Regions from separate parts of the Mus musculus genome. Here regions 1 and 2 are each linked to region 3. A link is a contact called in public HiChIP or PLAC-seq data. All regions are on one chromosome and are shown on one strand. The core of a region is the stretch at or near the end of the contact, and the rest is flanking DNA. Distances in the headings are between cores, read along the strand shown. Region 1 holds the start of Gpatch8 (G patch domain containing 8). Region 2 holds the start of C1ql1 (complement component 1, q subcomponent-like 1). Region 3 holds the start of Ccdc43 (coiled-coil domain containing 43).

Evidence for each region. HiChIP or PLAC-seq counts read pairs in DNA pulled down with a chosen protein or histone mark.
Region 1: a contact with region 3 is called in an H3K27ac HiChIP or PLAC-seq map of embryonic stem cells, with 11 read pairs. The contact joins the promoter of Gpatch8 here to the promoter of Ccdc43 in region 3. A contact is called at or near these places in 5 of 39 promoter capture datasets (the 3T3-L1 cell line, cranial neural crest, frontonasal cranial neural crest and 2 more), 1 of 15 datasets of contacts at CTCF or cohesin (the NIH/3T3 cell line), 4 of 484 Hi-C or Micro-C datasets (the G1E-ER4 cell line, female germline stem cells, muscle stem cells and 1 more), 18 of 115 datasets of contacts at active chromatin or transcription factors (the SCID.adh cell line, bone marrow-derived macrophages, craniofacial prominence and 12 more) and 2 of 9 other capture datasets (adipose tissue and pancreatic islet).
Region 2: a contact with region 3 is called in an HNF4G HiChIP or PLAC-seq map of pancreatic cancer cells. The contact joins the promoter of C1ql1 here to the promoter of Ccdc43 in region 3. A contact is called at or near these places in 1 of 39 promoter capture datasets (neural stem cells), 2 of 484 Hi-C or Micro-C datasets (embryonic stem cells and granulocyte-monocyte progenitors), 4 of 115 datasets of contacts at active chromatin or transcription factors (the SCID.adh cell line, embryonic stem cells and pancreatic cancer cells) and 2 of 9 other capture datasets (adipose tissue and pancreatic islet).

Annotation. Positions count from the first base shown.
Region 1 is chr11:102,554,743-102,557,459 of GRCm38.p6, reverse strand. It overlaps Gpatch8 (G patch domain containing 8), which reads left to right and starts at 1,302. Exons shown (of 8, transcript NM_001159492.1): 1 at 1,302-1,380. The coding sequence starts at 1,336.
Region 2 is chr11:102,945,219-102,948,111 of GRCm38.p6, reverse strand. It overlaps C1ql1 (complement component 1, q subcomponent-like 1), which reads left to right and starts at 1,396. Exons shown (of 2, transcript NM_011795.3): 1 at 1,396-2,247. The coding sequence starts at 1,651.
Region 3 is chr11:102,696,242-102,699,110 of GRCm38.p6, reverse strand. Ccdc43 (coiled-coil domain containing 43) reads left to right here and starts at 1,386. Exons shown (of 5, transcript NM_025918.3): 1 at 1,386-1,600. The coding sequence starts at 1,403. Gm34392 (a long non-coding RNA gene) reads right to left here and starts at 1,332. Exons shown (of 2, transcript XR_389053.1): 1 at 1,271-1,332; 2 at 897-1,171.

The sequences.
Region 1 (2,717 bases), core at 53-2,552, 140 kb after region 3:
GAGCTGATACACATACATACATACATACATACATACATACATACATACATACATTCATTCATTCATGTAGGCGAAGCAGTCTTACACTAGGTAAAATTAAACAGCCCCCCCTCACTCCCCCACCCTGTGAAAACATTAAAGAAAACAAGAGCTGGAAAGATGGCTAAGCAGTTAAAAGCACTTGTTCCACATGCAGAGCACCTGGGTTTGTTTCTAGCACTGACATACATGGTGATTCTTAACTGTAACTCTAGCTTCAGGGGATCCAATGACTCTGAACATGAATATATATGTGTGGAGGGGGGAGAGGAGTGGGAGGGGGAGGGAAAATAGTAAGAAAAAAACGTCAAGCTCTTGGTAGCCATGTGTTTAAGTTTCTCTCTTCTTCAAGGTTGTGATCCCTTTGTTATGCCTTGATTTATATGTAGCTTTAAGATAGGTCATTCTTTTCATTACAGTCCCCCCCCCCCACAGTGTCACTTAGATTTTGTTATTTGAAGCAATGTCTTATAGCCCAGGCTAGCTTTGAACTTCCTATGTAGCCAAGGATAAGCTTGACTTAATTTCCCCTCAGCCTCAAGCAGGAATAGACACTCGTTTATATTTACAACTATTAGGTTAATTTATTGGTTATCTGACTTCCTGCCTGGAATGGAAGCCCTTTGAGAGATTTTTTTGGTACCTCTTAAGTAACATTATTATGTATTAATTTTAAAAATACCCTCTTTGGACATCGGGGGGCGAGCCTCTACTACATAGAGAGCTACAGGAAACCCTGTCAACAAAATAACAAAAACAAAACAAAAAAACATTAAAAGTACTCTAGCTGTAAAGTCAGATCTCATGCTACTGTATAGCATTACACTGTATATTATTACAAATACGGGATGGGCTTGACCGTAAACAAGAGCATAAGAAAGAAAGACTTCTGAACACTGCTAAGGGAGCAAGTGAATACTTCCCAGGCCCCCAAATGCTCTGCCCTGCTGATCTTTCCCTCCGGAAGCGCTTACGCGCGCCGGCGCGAGTGCGCATGCGCGGCCCGCTGGGGTCGCTCGGGGCCGGGCGTGAAACCGAGCGATGTGAGAGGAAGGTTCCGCCTCCAGGCCTGCGCGCCTTCGGGATTCCCGTCGGAACGAATTCCTGTTCCCTCCTCTTCCCAACACCCCCCCAACAATCCCTCGCCAAGCACACATCCTCCACCCCCCTCCCCACGCCTGCTGCGCGCGCCCGGTGGGCGTGGGAGGGGGCGTGGAAACAGAGAGGGGGCGGGCGTAGCGGGAGGGGAGGAGCGAACCGGAGAGCGTCGTCCTGAGGAGGAGTGAGAGCGGCAAAATGGCGGACCGCTTCTCCCGCTTCAACGAGGACCGAGACTTTCAGGTAAACACGGGCGTCGCCGAGGACCACCCACGCCCCCGGAGGGCTCGCCGCGAGCCCGGGGCCGCCTCCCTCCCGGCCTCCTGGCTCTCCTTCCTTCTGCTCTCCGCTCCACCTTGCAAGCCGGCTCTCGCCCCTTCCTGCCTCTCATTTCTCCAGGGGCCTCCGGGGCTGAGATGAGGCCGCGTCCCCGGCTTCATCCCTATTCACGCCGCTTCTTCGGCTCGGCTTTCCTCCTATTTTGCTCCTGGCTTCCCGCTCCGCAGCCGGGCGCTTTGTGGGGGTTGCGCTTTGCTTGTCTCGGGGCCTGTGCAGGCGCAGGGCCGGCCCGGCCCCCGGGGGAGAGGGCTGGGGCGGGGAAGGCTTGGGCCAGCGGTTTTCAGGCCGGGGCTATGGAAGCCTTGGCTTTTGCTCGCCCCGATCATCCTGGGGATCGCCTCTCCGTTTTCCCATTGTGACAAACAAGCCCTTTATCGACTGTCTAACCTAGTCTTCCCCCTGGTAAAGGGCGCCCTTTCTTATCAAAGACGCCTTTTTTGTTGAGGCGAGCCATTGAGCTTTCTCTGGGCATAAATAACTGCTGTTGTTTACAGGCCGTTAATTGGGTTGGGGACAGTAAGGTATAGGTCTGTGGACTGGCGTAAACTTAACTTCGAGACCTACCAAGATTTGTAAAGAAGCATAATTATGGCCTTTCCAAGCGGGAGTAAATTCGTTCCTAAACCTTGATTTTTTTTTTTTTTCTTTCTTCGTTTGCAAATGTTGATCTGGGAAAGATGTCCGTGGGGTGGCAGGCATTAAAGAAAAAAACAACAAAAACAAAACAAAACAAAAAAACAAACAACAAAGGCCGAATTAGAATCATTAGGCTTTTAGATATTGAAATTGTTACTGCAGGCATAGTTGGGAGACAATAAGGGATTTAGTAGCCTTTGGTTATTTCTAGGTAAAATACATCCTCAGTTGCAAATCACTGCATTACTACCGCATCTCCTGGCAACAGCAATTTAGGTCAAGGGATGAGCCTCCGAACTCGAGTTTTTGTATTCCTTTCAGCTTCCTCAACGCACCTCTAGCTGTGTCAGAAGGCAATTTGAAGGGTTTGAATTCTTGGAGATGATTGGGTTGATAGACAAAGCAATTTCAACTGGTTTAAAATCAACACTGTTAAATAGTCTTAGGTGTAGAACGCTATGGGAAGTTTTGCAGCAGTAAGGGATTTGGGAGTTGCTGAAAATGCCTTGTGGTCATGTGCCTGCCGCAGAAACTGCAGCCCAGCACAGCATCTTAAGGTGTTTTAAGGATTTATCTCAGGTCTTCCAAAGTTTGAGGTGGACATT
Region 2 (2,893 bases), core at 147-2,646, 250 kb before region 3:
ATCAAATGTGACCATACATACAAAGCATCCAACGCAGTTTGTCTTAGCTCCCTCCTCCTTGGTGATGGATGTCATGCTGACCCGGGTTAGTATTTGGAAAGTCCTCTCTGGCAGCGTCCCGCCCACCCCCACTTCTACCATTGGTTATTCTGGCATCTCAGTTTTAGGTAGGGATAATCAGGGAATCAAATGGACAGTGGGAGGTCGGCGGTGGGAGTGTGAACTGGGAGGAGTCTTGCAGGCAAAAAGAATGAGTCTGGAGTGTTGTTGTTTATCGTGGCCAGAGGCCTCAGAAAGACACAGCCCTCCTCCTCGGATAAAGGAGGGTGAAGGAGGAACACAGCTTGAGCTGGGACTCACAGAATATGACAAATATGTTGATGGAAGCAGACACATTTCAGTTTATGCAACCTAAACATTTTCCTGCACTAGAAGAACGTGATGGGGTAAGAGTTAGGGGGGTCCCCTAAGGGGCTAGGAGAGATCAACCCCCCTCTTTCTGGGGAGTGCTAGAAAACGCAGAACCACCTAGGACTGGTTAACACTAAGAGATGACATGGGAGGGGTACTTCATTTTCTCAGGGTCCGTATTTCCCACTTGTCTAGCTAGTAGCTCAGATCAGAAAAGGCCTCATGGAAGAGGCCACAGGTAGAGGCAGCCTAGAAGATATCCCCTGGGGCAGTGGAAAAGAAGGGGCTGAAGACGCTGCCACCTGGGAGAGAATGCCCCTGAAGTAGTTAGAATCAGATAAAAAGTCAGGCTGCTATTAGAATTCAGAGATTCCCTCTGGGCACCCTAAAAGCAAAGGATCCAGACGGGTTATCTGGATGCTAGGCCTGGGTGCCTATGGAACGCCCCTCCCCAGTATTCCTTCCAGGCTTTAGCCCTCATCCTCTTTCTTGTTCTACTCTCTTGTTCCTCACTCTGTAACCCTCCACCCCCTGCAACATCTCTTTGTCCCCTGCAGACAGGGGGCAATGTTGCATCCTTCGACCTCCTGCAGGTGGTGGTCCTTTGCCCCTCTGTCACGATTTTCCTCGGAACTGACCCACGGAACATCTATCTCAATGCCACGCTGAGCTCTCTGCCTCTCCTTGTGGCTCCTCCTTCCGCTTGCCCTTTGGTCCTACTCATTCCTGACTCTAGCCCCTTCCCCATTCTGAGCCTCAATCTCCAGCTCCCTCCGTGATGCCCACCACTCTCATAGCCCCGCCCCTCCCTGCCCCTCCCACCTTGAGGCTTCCGCGGCCCAATTAGGCGCCTGCCCCGCCCGCAGCCCCACCCCTCGCCCTCTCCGAGCCCCGCGGAGCGGGTGGGCGGGGCCCAACGGAGGAGGCAGTGGCCCCAGCCAGGGAAGGCGGGAGGAGCTAGGCGCTAGGCGGGAGGCCGCGTTCAGTCGGGCAGCGCAGCGGGAGGGAAGCACGAGGCCGGAGCCGGCTGCTGGGCTCCGCAGCGCAAGCAGCGCAGCGCGGCGCCCGGGCCCCGGCCCCATGCCCGCAGCCCCGCCGGACCGCCCTTGAGCGCGGGCGTCGCGCCCGCGCCCCTTACCCGCCGGCATCATTGCCCCGACGGCGCGGCCGGGTGGCCCGGCTCTCCCAAGGCTCCGCGCCGGCCGGAAGACCCTGCTGGCTGCCGCCGCGGGCGTGGTGATGCTGCTCGTGCTGGTGGTGCTCATCCCGGTGCTGGTGAGCTCCGGCGGCCCGGACGGCCACTATGAGATGCTGGGCACCTGCCGCATGGTGTGCGACCCCTATCCCGCGCGGGGCCCCGGCGCCGGCGCGCGGTCCGACGGCGGCGACGCTCTGAGCGAGCAGAGCGGTGCGCCTCCGCCCTCCACGCTGGTGCAGGGCCCCCAGGGGAAGCCGGGCCGCACGGGCAAGCCGGGCCCTCCGGGGCCTCCAGGAGACCGGGGCCCTCCAGGTCCTGTGGGGCCGCCTGGGGAGAAGGGTGAACCAGGCAAGCCTGGTCCTCCTGGCCTGCCGGGTTCGGGAGGCAGCGGCGCCATCAGCACGGCCACCTATACCACGGTGCCACGCGTGGCCTTCTACGCCGGCCTCAAGAACCCTCATGAGGGTTACGAGGTGCTCAAGTTTGACGACGTGGTCACCAACCTAGGCAACAACTACGATGCGGCCAGCGGCAAGTTTACATGCAACATTCCTGGCACCTACTTTTTCACCTACCACGTCCTCATGCGCGGCGGCGACGGCACCAGTATGTGGGCAGACCTCTGCAAGAACGGCCAGGTGGGCCATGAGGGGGCGTGGGGCTGACCTGGGGGCAGGGCTCCCAGGGAGCCCCCAGGAGAATGCGTATTGGATCAGAGTCGACAGGCACACCGGGCAGGCGTAGGTGGAGACCCTAAAGCGGCCCCCTTAACTATCATGTGAAGAATGGTTGTAATTAGCGGGCACCCCTGAGTCTTCAACCCTTGGGCTTGAGCTCTTAAGGGAGAGGCTACAGGGCACCCGCGGAGTGGAAATGCGTAAAGATAAATCCAACTAGTCAGATCACAGGGCTCTAGGGCGCACGAACTGGTCCGTAGGGGTTTGGCCCGTGGGAGACTGATTCAGGCTGATTTCTCTTGAGAGCTAAGATTCAAGCTGACGCCGACTGGCTTTAAGGGAACAGCAAGGATGCTCTAGGGCAAGGATAAGGAGAAGCAGTCTCCGCGCCGGAGGGCGCTAAGACGAGTGGCTGTGCGCTCAGGAGAAGAAGGAGGAGGGCTGCAGGAAATGTTTTGCGCACAAAGGCAGAGGGAGTTCGTTGCCCAATAGCCTTAACTGCAGTACATCCCTGGCCCTAGAGAAGGGACCATCGAGCTGAACGAACACCCTTTGCAACCCCCCTGGAATGCTCCACCTTTTCCCAGAGTAACAGAGCTATCCTGCG
Region 3 (2,869 bases), core at 137-2,636:
GAACACAGATCTTTGAGCCACTCATCTTTGAATTGTCAGTCTGTAACAGTGTTGTGGTGAATGTATTCAGTAAGTATCCAGTGAAGCAAGCAGTCAGAGTAAAGGCCCCTGCACAGCCTCCTCCTCCTCCTCCTCTGTAGTTTGAGTCTAGCCCACCTCAGGCCAGAGCTGGCATTCTGCTGGTAGAGTTCTGTCCCCTCTTAGGTTCTCTCTCATGGTGTGTCATTTCCTTACCCATATATATATATGTCATTGATGTTTTGCCTGCATGTTTGTCTGTGTGAGGGTGCCAGATCCCCTGAACTGGGTCCCTGGAAGAGCAGCCAGTGCTCTTATCAGCTGAGCCATCGCTCCAGTTTCCTTATCTTTTAATCGAACATAAAGGCATCTCCTCGCTGGGTTGTTGGGAAGATGGCAACAGATACTTCATGGGAACCTCTTAGCACCGTCCCTGGCAGAGGACAGAACTTGTTTCTTGGGTTGGCTGTCATGTGTCTACAGTCATTTGGGAAGAGGGGAATTTAGAGAACGACCTCCTATAAGATTGGCCTGTGGGACATTGTCTTGATTAGTGATTGTTGTGGGAGAGCCCAACTTATTGTGGCTGGTGCCACCCCTGGGCAGGTGTCTCCTAGATGGTGGAAGAAAGCAATCTGAGCAAGGCAAGAGGAGCAAGCCATTAAACAGCAATCTTCCAAGGCTCCTGCTTCCAGGTTCGAGCCTTGAGTTCCTGTGACTTCCCCTTAGTAATGGGGCGTGACCTGAGAGTGGAAGCTGAAATAAACCTTTTCTCTCCTAGTTGCTTTGGCCATGGTGTCTTATCTCAACAGAAACTCTAAGACAGTCCTCAAAGGTATACCTGTGGAAACACGGAAGCAATAATTAAAAGCAATGACTCCGAGGCTGCATGTTTAACTGTTGAGAACCTGCTATGTGTCTCTGTACAGAAATGAGTCAGAGAACGTTTTCTGAAATTTGGGTTTTCAGGGAAGGCGGCTTGGAATGGCAGTGAAGGTGGTATTCCGGAACACAAGACTCAGTGGGGCATCCTGGCTTCACATTCCACAAGAACCTGCCGGGCGCAGAGCAGAACTGCTGGAATCCGTGGTGAGCAGTCCTCTGAGCTCTCTGTCACGTGTCTGACAATGACACTGAATCCGATCGTTGCCAACTATAACGAACCGGTTCAAAACTCACCTGCCGGTGTTCCTGGGTGCCCATGCGACCACGCTTACACCGAGAAGCGCTAGCTGCGAGGACATAAAGATACCTCAAACCGCGGATCACAGCCCGGCGCGCAGGGGTGGAGGATCCCTCTCCGGGCATGCGCGCTGGCCCAGTGGCGCGGCCCGACAGGCACTGCGGTAGGCACCCTCGGGTCCGGCAGGACCCTGTCCCCAGCATGGCGGCGCCCAGCGAAGTGGCCGCGGCAGTCCTCGGTGAAGGCGATGGCGGGGCTTTTGGATCCTGGCTTGACGGACGGTTGGAGGCGCTGGGAGTGGACCGAGCCGTTTACGCCGCTTACATCCTTGGCGTCCTACAGGAGGAGGAGGAGGAAGAGAAGCTGGACGCCCTGCAGGGTATCCTCTCTGCTTTCCTGGTGAGTAGAGTAGTCGGGACACATCCTATCAACCTCACGGAGAAATCTGGGAACCTCTTTCGTTACTTCACATCTCTCTTTCCTTTTGCTGTCACGAAGGCTTAGTGGTTTTACCGGAAAGAAGCATAACTGAGGGAGAAGTGGGCTGCTGCTCCCTCGCCAGATTTTGGGTTGCAGGTGTACAGAGAGGATGGGATCCCCATATTCCGGGCAACAAGGCTCCCTGGGTGCCTTTGGATGTGCTAGAGAGTATCCTGAAGCCATTAAGATGTGTAAATGGCAGTTCGATCATAAACGTCTAATAGTTCCATTTCTATGGTTTGCGATGTTTAGAGTGGGGAGTAAAATGTTTTTGAGATGTCTGCCCATTAGCGGGTAGTCTCAGGGCTGTCCCATGACAAAAGCCTGTGGGAAGTTCCCTTTTGGCTCCAATTTCAGTAGAGTCCTCAATTGGTAAGGTAATGGAGATCTTTTCACGATAAGCAACCTTGGGAAATTCAGTAATTATTAATGTGTGTTGGGTGGGGCGGTACCCTGTGATGAAGACAAACTGGAAACAGATAAGGTATTTGTATGGAATGGTGGCTGGTGCACATCTTTAGTCCTAGCACTCAGGAGGCTGATCTCTGTGATTTTCAAGGCCATCGTGGTCTACACAGAGAAACCCTTTTTTGTTGAAAAAACAAAACAACCAAAAAGAAGCAGGTTCGTGGGTGGGGCACAAACCTTTAATCCCAGCTCTCAGGAGGCAGAGACTGGCCTTTGTGGTCTACGCAGTGAGTTCCTGGACAGCCGGGGCACAGAGAAACCCTGTCTCAAATACTCAAATGCAGATTCGTCACAGTATGCTGTGATGTGATGCGTGATTATAATCCCAGCCCTGCAGAGGTCAGCAAGTGGGTGGCCAACTTTGGGCTTGCCAAGTGAGACCCTGGCAAACCAGACCAAGGAGACTCACTAATTTAGAAATTTGTAATTTAAAGCTGTATTTATGTATCAGAGGCGATCAAGACACCCACTTTTCTAATCTGATATTTGTGCGGTGTTCATCCCTCCCCGTTCCACTCCCAACAGAAACAGTTAGATTATATGCATAGATTAGATTCCCTACCTCTCTTGCCCTGAGATTGTCCTGTAGAGACTTCCTTTTTAATATAATTGAGTTGGGGGCTGGAAAGATGGCTCAGTAGTTGAGAGCACTTGTTGCTCTTACATAGGACCTGAGTTCCATTTCCAGACCCTACACAGTGGCTCACAACCATCTGTAGT